2 separate regions of the Zea mays genome follow, and region 1 is linked to region 2. A link is a contact called in public Hi-C data. All regions are on one chromosome and are shown on one strand. The core of a region is the stretch at or near the end of the contact, and the rest is flanking DNA. Distances in the headings are between cores, read along the strand shown.

What was found. A called contact is a pair of places that touch in the nucleus more often than the background predicts.
Region 1: a contact with region 2 is called in a Hi-C map of leaf mesophyll, with 4 times the contacts expected there. The contact joins the promoter of LOC100280916 here to the promoter of LOC100285613 in region 2. A contact is called at or near these places in 6 of 25 Hi-C or Micro-C datasets (bundle sheath, ear, endosperm and 3 more).

What each region holds. Positions count from the first base shown.
Region 1 is chr6:105,328,881-105,334,573 of Zm-B73-REFERENCE-NAM-5.0, forward strand. LOC100280916 (protein transport protein SEC61 gamma subunit) reads left to right here and starts at 3,175. Exons shown (of 3, transcript NM_001153836.1): 1 at 3,175-3,309; 2 at 3,416-3,531; 3 at 4,773-4,989. The coding sequence starts at 3,216. The coding sequence ends at 3,531. LOC103629692 (ubiquitin carboxyl-terminal hydrolase 18) reads left to right here. Exons shown (of 11, transcript XM_008650805.4): 11 at 1-505.
Region 2 is chr6:105,121,774-105,127,436 of Zm-B73-REFERENCE-NAM-5.0, forward strand. LOC100285613 (CASP-like protein 2C1) reads right to left here and starts at 4,209. Exons shown (of 3, transcript NM_001397137.1): 1 at 3,874-4,209; 2 at 3,646-3,769; 3 at 639-1,201. The coding sequence starts at 4,043. The coding sequence ends at 932. It overlaps LOC103629688 (fasciclin-like arabinogalactan protein 14), which reads left to right. Exons shown (of 1, transcript XM_008650802.4): 1 at 1-821. The coding sequence ends at 128.

The DNA.
Region 1 (5,693 bases), core at 1,925-4,424, 210 kb after region 2:
TCTGAACATGATGGACTGAGCCGACGAATAACCTCAATTTTTTTAGCTGGATGGTATTGATGCCCAATAAAAGCATGACTGCATTGTTATAGAATAGAGGCCATTTCGAGCACACAAGTGAGAACTGAGAGCCTGTGTGATCATGTCATGGCTGGTATATAAACTGATGAAGGGCTGTGAGCTACGAAGTAAATGCTATGCAATTAGGGCAAGCATTGTTTGCTTGATAGAAATTTTTCCTCTTTCGCCACGTGGCTCCCTCATATCAGATGGGTAGAGGGGTATCTGGGTTTCCACACAATTTGCAGAAACCCAGATGCTCCCCTAATGCCACGCTATTTTGTTGGCATTAGCGTTAGGTACATAGCTGAGCGTAGGCCTACTACCGTCCCCTTAATTCATAGCTTAAATAAACTGGAACTGCTGACTCCTCCGGTGTCCTGAAAGCTGAATCAATTGCAGAGTGATAAGAGGAAATTCTCATGGCTTTCACCTTTATATTTTACATTCCTTTGCCTCGCATGATATATTTTGCTGGTGTTTACTGTGCGATGATGGATGAAACTCTCAACGTGAGTTCTTCTGTTAGCTTCAAAATACATAAGTTTCTAGCGACTCAATGATTTCCTCGCATTGGCATGAGTGTGTACATTGCCTTATTTTGTTCCTGTTCATGTATTTTGAAACTGTGAATTGTTCGAAGTTACCTACATCCTCATGCATTGTGTAGCCATTAGATGGTGTTTTTAAGGCCAGTTTTAGTTCGTTCCATTCTAATTTATTTTAGCAAGTTCTAGGCTGACCTATAGACCCAAACCACGTGGGATTTAGGGATTTGCAATTTCGCATCATCCTTCTGGTCTTCTGGTCTGTTCATGGCATTTCTACACGGGATTGTTCATGTCATTTTTAAAAGGGATACAATAGGCTGCATTTGTTGCATCCTTTCCGTTCACGTCGATTATAGGCAATTTAACAGTATATTAAACTTATTAGCTTTGGGCACCTTAGTCGAACTGTGGGAATACTTAGTAATATAAAACTGTATATTCGTTTTATGTTGTTGATACTGTAGAGGATGCATTTTTTGTACGCAATTCAATTGTTAAATTGATTTGGTAGGGAATAATGTAATTATCATGCATTAATTGTTATACTTGTAGTGCGATATTGTTAATATATATCTCATCCGTCCAAATATAAATCCTTTTAACTTTAATCAAATATATATAAAAAAATATTAATATTTAAAGTATGTGATAAGTGTTTTTTTCTTGAAAAGTGCAGGAGAACTAAGTACTAATCATATATTAGAAGGAAAGGAAAAAGTCTAAGAAGACCTAAAATATAAAATACTTCTCACGGAGGCCAGAAAGACCTATACAGATAGAGATCCCTAACACATCAAAAAAACTAAAACCAACTAGCCGAAGCCCCTAATCAGTAGGAGAAGCGGTAGCAAAAAAAGGAAAGACCTTTGGCACCAACAATCTTTCATTTTTGTATTTTCTTAAATCCATCTCGAATTAATCATCAACTTAGGACTCCCTGACAGCTTGTATTGTGATTGCGAGTGAGACTCTTGCGTGGCTACTTCTCCGGACTCGCGACGGCGACTCAGGACTCTCTGAGGAGCTGCCGCTCGTATTGCGATTGCGAGTGAGACTCTACTTCTCCGGACTCACGTCGACGCCGTTTCCCCAGCCCTGCCGCCGGTGTCGACATTGCCTCACTCGTAATTCTTTGCTGTGATTTAAATAGTTTTAAAAACTAATTTTAATTTAAATAATAAATAAAATTAGTTATCTAAATGCCTTCTAAAGTATTATAACCTGACTCTACGATTTTCTGAAGCACCTAATAATCTGCTCCACCAACTCCACATTTACTCGAGTTAAAGCTTCCCAAATAACGCCTTAGTTAGAACATGTAGTTTATTTGAGAAGTTCGTGAAAAACATTTTCTATATGTTTGACACAACTTCTATTTAAATATATGAAGAATCTGCGAAAATAAATTATACTAAACAAGGTCATAGAATTTTTAATATTTCAAACGGTCTACCTTTATTAAAATCAAAATCATTTGTAATTAGTAAATAGTGGTAAAAATAAGTTTGAAATAGTTTTGCAGACATAAATAAAAATACTAGAAATCTAATTCGGCTACCTCTATTTGCTATTTAAATTAAATTAAAATATTAATACGGATATTCATATTAACCTTTTAGCTCGGATAATTTAGTTTTCTAAACATATATATTAAGCTTCCTCTATTTACTATTTATATCGAAATCGAATATTAATAGATATATTAATATAATTTTTTTAGCTTGAATAATTTAGATTTACAAACATATATATTACTCACTCCCAAAATACAATTGTTTTTGATCCACTTTTTCCGTCCACATTCGTCTAACTGATAATAAATATAGATATATATACAATTTGTATTCATGAGTTACTAAATAGATGTATGATTAGTTTAAAGCGAAATATATTTTAGGAGAAAGTGAGTAATATTTTAAATATCTTTAGTAAATACCAATATATAATTCGGATTTCAAGACATTCATGTTACTATTACTACACCCGACAAGACGACCAAACTTCCTACGAAGACAGAACCGCATTCTCGCGTCCGTGGCGAGTTTCCGTCTGAGCGGGGAGCGTAGGGCAAAGCCTAGACACGTGTCGGTATCGGACCCTTGTGCCGGGGTCCTCTCCGTCCCGAGACCTTGCTAAGGCCCGAACCTCACTCGAGGAGACCCGACATGTCTCCTCGGGAGCTCCAGACTCGTACTCACAGGGGTCCGGTGTTCGAGGTCCGAACCCAACGGTGCTTCCTGGGATGTATTATCATTTCTCGTCACGTGGTGCCTTTAGACCTGCCCCATGTGGTGGGGTCGGGTGCCGCTCTCCGTGTGACCTGGAGGTATCGTACGGGTGCAGCGTCTTCGTACTGTAGAAGAGGGTACCCATGTCCGTTAGTTTGAAGCCGAATATATTTTAGAAGAAAGAGAGTAATATTTTAAATATCTTTAGTAAATACCAATATATATATATATATATATATATATATATAATTCGGATTTCCAGACATTCATGTTATTACACCCGGCAAGACGACCAAACTTCCTACGAAGGCAGAACCGCATTCTCGCGTCGGCTTGCTTTTAACTGAATCCAGCCCACCGCTTCTCGCACGTCGCCATGGACGCGGTCGATTCTGTGGTGGATCCCCTCCGCGACTTCGCCAAGGACAGCGTCCGCCTCGTCAAGCGCTGCCACAAGCCTGACCGCAAGGGTACGTGCAAGGACCCCTACATCCGCCGTGCCCGGCTCGAATCTGAGTTGTTTTTGGTTCTTCATATTCAGATCTGACGGTTTTTCTCTGTGATCTGCGCTTGCAGAGTTCACCAAGGTGGCAGCGCGGACGGCGATAGGGTTCGTCGTCATGGGCTTCGTCGGCTTCTTCGTCAAGCTCATCTTCATTCCCATCAACAACATTATCGTCGGTTCCGGCTAGGTCCGTGTCTTTTATTCCCTGACCCACCGCTGCCCGTTAGATCCGCTTGTTTCGATGTTGTGGTTTGTTGATCTGCGGTGCGCGCTCTTGTTTGTGTGAGTCTCTGCACGCTTTTGAGGTGTGAATTTGGGTGCTGGTGCGGAGACTGTGGCGCTGGTAAGATCTCGGCCGATCTGAGTGTGCTTGTTCACTATGATTTTGAATCTCGACTTCGTGGCCTATCATTCGATTATGTGGAAACTGGATAACTGGATTTTACCTCGTGCATGATCTTTGGTCAGAGTCAGATATACTTATCAGAAGAGAAATTCTAGCAGTCGATTAGTGCAGTTTTATCTGTTCACAATTACAGTAGCAGTAGCATATTATATAAGTCATTGGTTCCAACTGGTTGTTGACTTGTGAACTCAGTTTTGGATGTCAGCCTCTAGTATCAGTCTGTAACTCATCGCAGTTATTTATTTCGATCCAGTACAAGTTCCCAAGTTTTTGTTTGTCTGAATTGCTGAGGAGAGTTGTATTCTATCATTCCTCGCTAAATACACGTAACCAGAACCTTACATGTGGAAACTATTATGCTAGAACACCTCGAATTGTCTGTCCAACTCAACTATTACGAAGCCAAACATAATTGTACCAGCCCTTGGTTTATTTTTGTTATATGAACGCCACTTCTGCAACTTTTCATACTCCAAACATTGTGTTTCGAGCTATGTGATGTATGGTGGATTCCCTCTAAATCTAGGGGAGCCAATGAGGATCTTTTAAACAGAAACTACTGCTGACCAATTTTGGATCGATGCTTATGTCATGGATTGATTTTTGCCTGCTTCTGTTTTGAGGATTCATCATTAAGTGGAAACATCGCCATTTGGTGGAAAAGTTGCCTTCCTAACTATTTCAGTATTTCTATTACGGAGGCACATGTCCCACTCTTGCCATGCTGCTAGAATTTTGAATTTATTGGGAAAATATGATTGGAATTTGAGACGCTGTGATTCCCTGACTATATCTTACCATGATTGATGGCTTTGTAGACATGATCAGTCTTGGTACCTACTAGTGAGTAAAAAAAGGAACATATATGCTCTGTTACCGATGGCATTACAATAGAATGTATCAAGCGTTTCCATTTCAGGTCACTTGAAAATAGAAGCAATGCACAATTCGAGTAGCTAAGTAATAATTTCCTGCTCTGAGTACAATGAGCGTGCTAGTAACTTCTCCTGTGTTCTGTGCAGGCTCAGGGCGCGACTAGCATGGGAGTAGTGCGATACTTTTGAGAGCAAGGGATAGCGAGGATCTTGGTCTTTGGAATAGTATTGTTAATGACATTTTTTTTCCGGTTGTGTTTCTGGAGTAAATCGTTGAACGACAAGGCTTCAGGATGTCTGGATGTGGATTCTGAGTAGACCTTGAATCCTTGATGAAGCAGCCAGTCTTGGAAAGAAAGTTCCATTTTGTTGTTCCATTAAGCTATTTTTGTTGTTGTCTACAGCTCTCTCGGCGATGGTAAGCGCGATTTGGTGGTTTAATGTTTTAGTATATCTGAGCCGAACTGTAGACTGTTGCTTCTGTGAGAAACGAAAAAAAAATATAGACGTTTGGGCGGATTGTCGCTTATTTTTGAAGTGGATTATAAGCGAAACCACAAACACTACGCCCCTAAAATCCAGACGCCGGACCCTACGATGTTCTGCTGGCGTATTGATGGAAAGCGTGTCCCTTTTGGCGATGGATAGCAGAGACAGTAGACGTTCTGCACTTGCTATTGATGGAAAGCGTGTCCCTTTTGGCGCGGGATAGCAGAGACAGTAGACGTTCTGCACATGCTGTTAATGCTCTGATGGTTTCCGCAGAAAGGGACGGCAAGCTCATTCCACCGTTGTCTCCTCCCAGCGCCCTTTCTCTCTTTCATCAACTTCTCAAATAAACTGCCTTTTCAACGATTAGCAATTGTGCCAAACAAGACCATAATTAGGAGACAAGATGCTATGTTCATGAGGTTAGTATTCCAGATTCAAAAAACAATATTATAGACTTAGAAGTAAGTAGAAATAAAATAATAAATCTATAGATACAAAAGCAACTGTGAAAAAAGTAAAAATACAAAGAAAAGACACATATACGAGGAAACAAACAGTAAAGAAAATAAAAAAGAA
Region 2 (5,663 bases), core at 2,959-5,458:
GCGATGCCGCGGAGGCTCCGGACACTACTGCTGAAGCGCCGACGCCGTCGCATGGTCATGTGGCGGAAGTGACCAGTTGGTGGATTGGTGCGGCCGTGGGGGTGGCATCCATGCTCGGGTACTTGTAGATTGCTCCATCTGCCTGCAACTGATCGATCGGGAGGGAATCGTCACATGCATTTTTGTAATAGCTCATGTTGCGCACCCTAGTAAGTAATTCTTATATCGCCTTTTTCTTTAGTCGATATTTGCACTTTTTTGTTTTCTTATATTATTAGGCTTCTTGGAATTATAGAGAGTAGAAATACAAATTAAAGGCCACAAAAACAAGTCGAGTATGTCGAGACAAGGACTCCGTCTGCATGTCATTTCTGATCCATGGATTCCCTACCACACCAACACACGATTCACTTGGGTCCGTGTGTCACTTGGTTTGCCCGCGCACCACATTGACATCTGGTTTGAGGTTTTGAACAATTTTGCATGAACCGATCATATTTTAGGATTCATTTTTACTTGTTTCTGGGGACCAGGTATGACATATAATGCTAAGTTGGAGAACCACTATTATATTCTACTACTTTTTATTCTTTAGCTGCACTGCAGTCTACAGGTAAAGAGGCAACATATTATTATTATTATTATTATTATTATTATTATTATTATTATATTATGTACGGAATACACTGACGAACATACATACTCACGTCACAACTAACGTACCAAATGCAACAAAATTAAATGAAAATAGAAGTACACACCTTAGAGAGACAAAGACAAAAGAGAGAGGGAAACACAGGTAGGAGGAGTACACTCTAGAGCACAACTCAATCATCCTTCATCTGGGCCTGCACCTGCGCTTCGTGACGGCCCAGTGTTAGATTCTCCGGAGAAGCACGCCCGGCCCAGCTGACGCCCTGGGCCGAGAGGTCTAGTGCGCGGCGCAGGTCTCCCGCGGCGGCGGCGAGGCGTGCGACGAGCAGTAGTAGAGGCGGAAGACGTTGCGCGCGGAGGCGGCGGAGAGGACGGCGGTGCCGACGGCGGCCAGCATCCCGAGCGCGAGGCTGCCGGCGACCTGCTCGCAGAAGCGGGTGTAGATGTTGCAGAGCTTGGTCCACTGCAGCGCGTGCGCGCCGTCCAGCGCCACCACGCACGCCTGCGCCGCCGCCACCGTCGTCGCGAACGTCGCGTACGCGCACGCCTGCGGCCACAGAGACAGAGGTTGAAACTTGTGTAGGTACGTACGTACGACGACGAGTACGGCGTTTATTTATGGTGGGCTGTTCCTGCCGCTGACTTGCTGTGTCCTTCCTTTGTGGTTAGTAGCCGACGCCGTACTGTTCGAGCGCTCTCTGTGATGAAGGCAGCTGTTGCTGCGGTTGTTGGCGACACCGACACGGAGCGGCCAGTTGCATTGCATTGCATGCGGGTCCTTCTCCGGCCGCCGTGTGTAGTAATAATAGCTCGAGGTGTTTCCTACGGCTAACCAACTGCGATCACTAGTACTAGTATTCACTCCGCACAAGGCGATGTCGCACTCGCTCCACCATATCCAATCCAAATGACAACTGCATAGCACGCAAAAGCCGCTGTTTTGTTAATTAATTAATTAATGGATGGACGGATGGTGAAGAGTCCAGCCTCCGCTTGGATCGGAACCGCCGCCGCCTCCATTGATGGCGATCATCCCGAATTCTTGACGCGCTTAATGACGACACACGCATCAAACGCTATCTTATTAAATCCCAAACATGCTGAGCACTGATTCGGCCGCCAAACACAGGAACGAACTGCTTAGCAGTAGGGATGAAAACGGTTTCGGAATTTTTCGGAATTCCGGAAACCAATTTCGAAATTTTTCGATCGGATTCACCGGTAACGGTATTTTTCGAAAACGGAATCGGTTTTCGGAATTTTCTACCGGAATCGGTATCGGAATCGGCGTGGTGTTTTACCGACCGTTTCCATCGGTTACCGGTTTTTTGTCGGAAATTACCGGATTTGTGTCTCGGAAATTTCCGGAATTGTGTCTCAGAATTTTTTCGGAATTTTTTCGGAATTTTACAGTATGTGATTTTTTCGCATCGCCTGTACATTTCTGAATAAGGATTACTTATTTTTGTATTTTTTGGACGCTTTAAGATTTTTTTGGGGTTAGATGATGTTGGAAGGCAATTGAGATTAACGATTTGGTCTCTCGAACGAATCCATCATTTTCTATGCACATGTTATGTATTAGTAATATATAATGATAGAGAGCCGACAGTCTGTCTTTTTCACACACTAGATTTTAGGGTTTTCCTGTGAGGCTATGAAAAAACCTTTTATGTGAGGAAAAAATATTTTATGAGTAAGCATGTCATGTCAACTAAATCGAGTGGATATTGTGAATTGTGAACTTTGAGTCTGTGAACTTGTGATCTTTATGAACTTGTTATATTGTGAACTTGTGATCTTTGTAAACTTTTTATATTATAAATTTGTGATCCTTGTGAACTTGTTATATTGTGAACTTGTTATATCATGAATTGTGAACTTGTGATATTTGTGATCTTTTGTCAATTTTGTTTTATTGTGAAGTTTGATACGTTTACCGATCGTATTTTAGATTTCGACCGTTACCGGTGTATTTTCCGCACCGAGCTTTCTTTTCCGATGTTTCCGAAATACCGATATCGTTTTCGTTTCCGGAGTTACCGTTTTCGATTTTGTTTCCGATAAAAAATATGAAAACGGTAATGGTTTTAGTGTTTACCGACCGTTTCCGACCGTTTTCATCCCTACTTAGCAGGGCTCTCTACAAAGGCGTGGATTATCCGCGGCATAGAGCCTGACGGTCCGCGACATAGAGCAGGAGCAGCTCCTTCTCTACACACTTCCGGACGGTCCACGTCTAGGACCAAACGGTCCACAATAACGTGGAGGGTCTTCTTCTCCGCGAAGAACCTTAGAACTCATCCCGGGAGAGATCCCGGGAAAGAGTTCCAAAGGGTTGCTCCGAGTCGGCAGGTCATTCGGTACTCCTCTAATTGGCGTAGAGCCGAGTAGAGATTGTTGTGAAAGACTAAACTAGATCTAATTCTAAGGCTAAATTACTTCTATTCCTAAGAATTGGAAGAACGAAAAGGTAAAACTGATAAATAGATTTGATTTAATTGATTGTGAGGTTTTAATCGGTCGTAACCCTTTATCTATATAAAGGAAGAGCTACAAATTGTTTTCCGAATTAATCCCACGATTTTAGCTAACAAACGTAGCAAGAAACTCAAAACCCGTGCGCACGAGAACCGGCTGGATCGTCCGCCTTGCCTATTTTAGTGCTCAATACACACGCTTGCTTGCCCTGTGCGCCGATGAGCACATTTATTAGGAATTCCCATTTATTATTCGTTGAATTGTCTATCTAGCTAGTAAATCCCAATCACGCAGCAGCATGTATGGATGGGGCCTGACAAGTCACAAGTGTACGACTGGAGTAGCGCAGTAGAGTGGCTGCCGTGTGCAGCTTATAGGCAGGCAGGCAGGCAGGCAGCCTATATAGGTAACGCAGCTGTCGAATGGAAGGCGCAAATCCCTAATTCCAGAATGAACCAGCAAGCACAACTGGTTGCGGAGGGAGGCGTACGATGAGCTTGAGCCACTTACCTTGTCGAGCAGGAGGCACGTCCAGGCCAGAGCCCTGCCGCTGCGGCGGCGGCCGAGGTAGAGGCACTTGAGCAGCTGCAGCAGGTGGTAGCCCGCCGCCGACGCGGCCGCCATCGCCAGCACCCTGCGGCAGCAGCAGCGCGCGCGTACAACCATCGATCGATCAGCGCACCCGTGCTTTGCAGTGCAGAAGAATGGTTGGGCTCGGCTGCTAGCTAGCTAGCTTACCAGAGCGCCTGGACGTCCTTGACGGTGGCCTTCTTCCGGACGAGCAGCACCGTCTCCGTCTGCGTGCTGAGCCCCACCAGCAGCGCGGCCGCCGCGGCCAGCGCCGCGCACGCGCCCCGCAGCAGACCCTCCGCCTTCACCCCCGACACCACCCTCGCCGCGGCCACCATCGCGCGCGCACAGAGACCGTCGTCGACCGCAGCGCCCGCGCTGGCTGGCCCCGCTCTGATCGTGGATATCCCCTCCGTCCGCAACCAGCAGGCGCGGGGCGCGTGAACGCTCGCCTCGCGCCTGACCAGTCGCGTGGCCGGCCGCGCGCGGGAGCGGGACGTACCGTCTACCGTGTGCGAGAGCGAGAGAGAGCGAGTTGGTTTTGGCTTCGAGTCGAGTCCGGATCCAGATCCACCTCGGCACGGCCGGTCTGCCGGGTCTTATAGGGCGCTCGACATGGATCGCTGCACGACACGTAGCGGGACATGCTGGTGTTTGTACCGCGCCAGCCAGCCATGTCATGCTACCGAACAGAGCTGTGCGTTCTGTGCACAGTTGACGGGATCATCCAAAGGACACGGCCGATCGAGGGGTAGCAGCAGCAGTGCGAATGAGACGGGATCCCAGGGAAGACACGGCTAGTACAGTAGGAGTTAATGGAATTCATGAGGCGTGGCACATGCATGTCCGTAATACTACTACTGTCCTAGGCTCCTAGCCTACTGGGGGGCGGCGGGCTAGCTTTTGACATGGTTTTACGGCAGGGGATTGCCGTGTCGTGTCGTGACAGGGCCGGGCAGGAGGTCCCGCGAACTAATTTGTTACAAGTGTAAATAAAACAAGCTATTATACAAGAAGTGCCGCCACAGCACATTCACCATATCAATATTGTTGTTGTTGGCGTGGTTGATGCTTGAATATTGATAGATGTGTCCCTCAACGGACAATGGCATAGCTAGTACCTAGTAGTAGTAAGAACCGAAGCACTTCCAGTACAGCCTTAGCTAATCGACCATATGCTAGCTAGTAGCTGCAATAGCTAGCTCGATCTGGCTTTCAGGGCCAGCGACAGTGTCTCTCCCCTTGATGGTAGCTATATTATGCTATCGAAACTATGCTCGGTGGGCGGTGGCTAATTATTGCTACTGCCACTAAGTACAGAGAAAACTCTACAAGCGGTTATAAATCTATATATTTGTTCTGGCATTTTTTTAATAAACCGTCGGTGACATCGAAATCGTAAAAGTCGCGACAATTTTTCGCGCGAAATTCGCGTCAGCAGGGTAGCTAGGAACCAAACTCATAACCTCACCCTCACGTGAAGTCTAATCTACCACGCGCATCTATGATGTGCCTTGTTCTTAGATTACAGTTTTGTTGCACACATATTAATAACCAACCGAGCGTAAATTGACTATTCGAGACCGTAAATGAATTCAAACAAAAAAAGTTGTCAACTACAATGTTGAATAACTTTCGAAGTTCTACAACTTTTCTTTTTGTTTTGATACCCGAGATTGATTTCAAATAACAAAAGTTGTCAACCACAAAGCTTCATAACTTTTCGAGATCTACAATAACTTATATTTTTGTTAGTTTTATCATCCGGGATCGAATTCAAAAACTCAAATAATTTAAGTATATAAAATATGATTTCTAGTGGTCGTTGCTTAAGAAAACCGGCACAAGAAATTGTAGATTTCTACGAGCGTTTTTTTTTTTACGAATCATCCTGTAGAAATATGATTTGTAGTGGCGTTTTTCTCAAGTAATGTGGTTGATACCCGAATCCCGCCTGT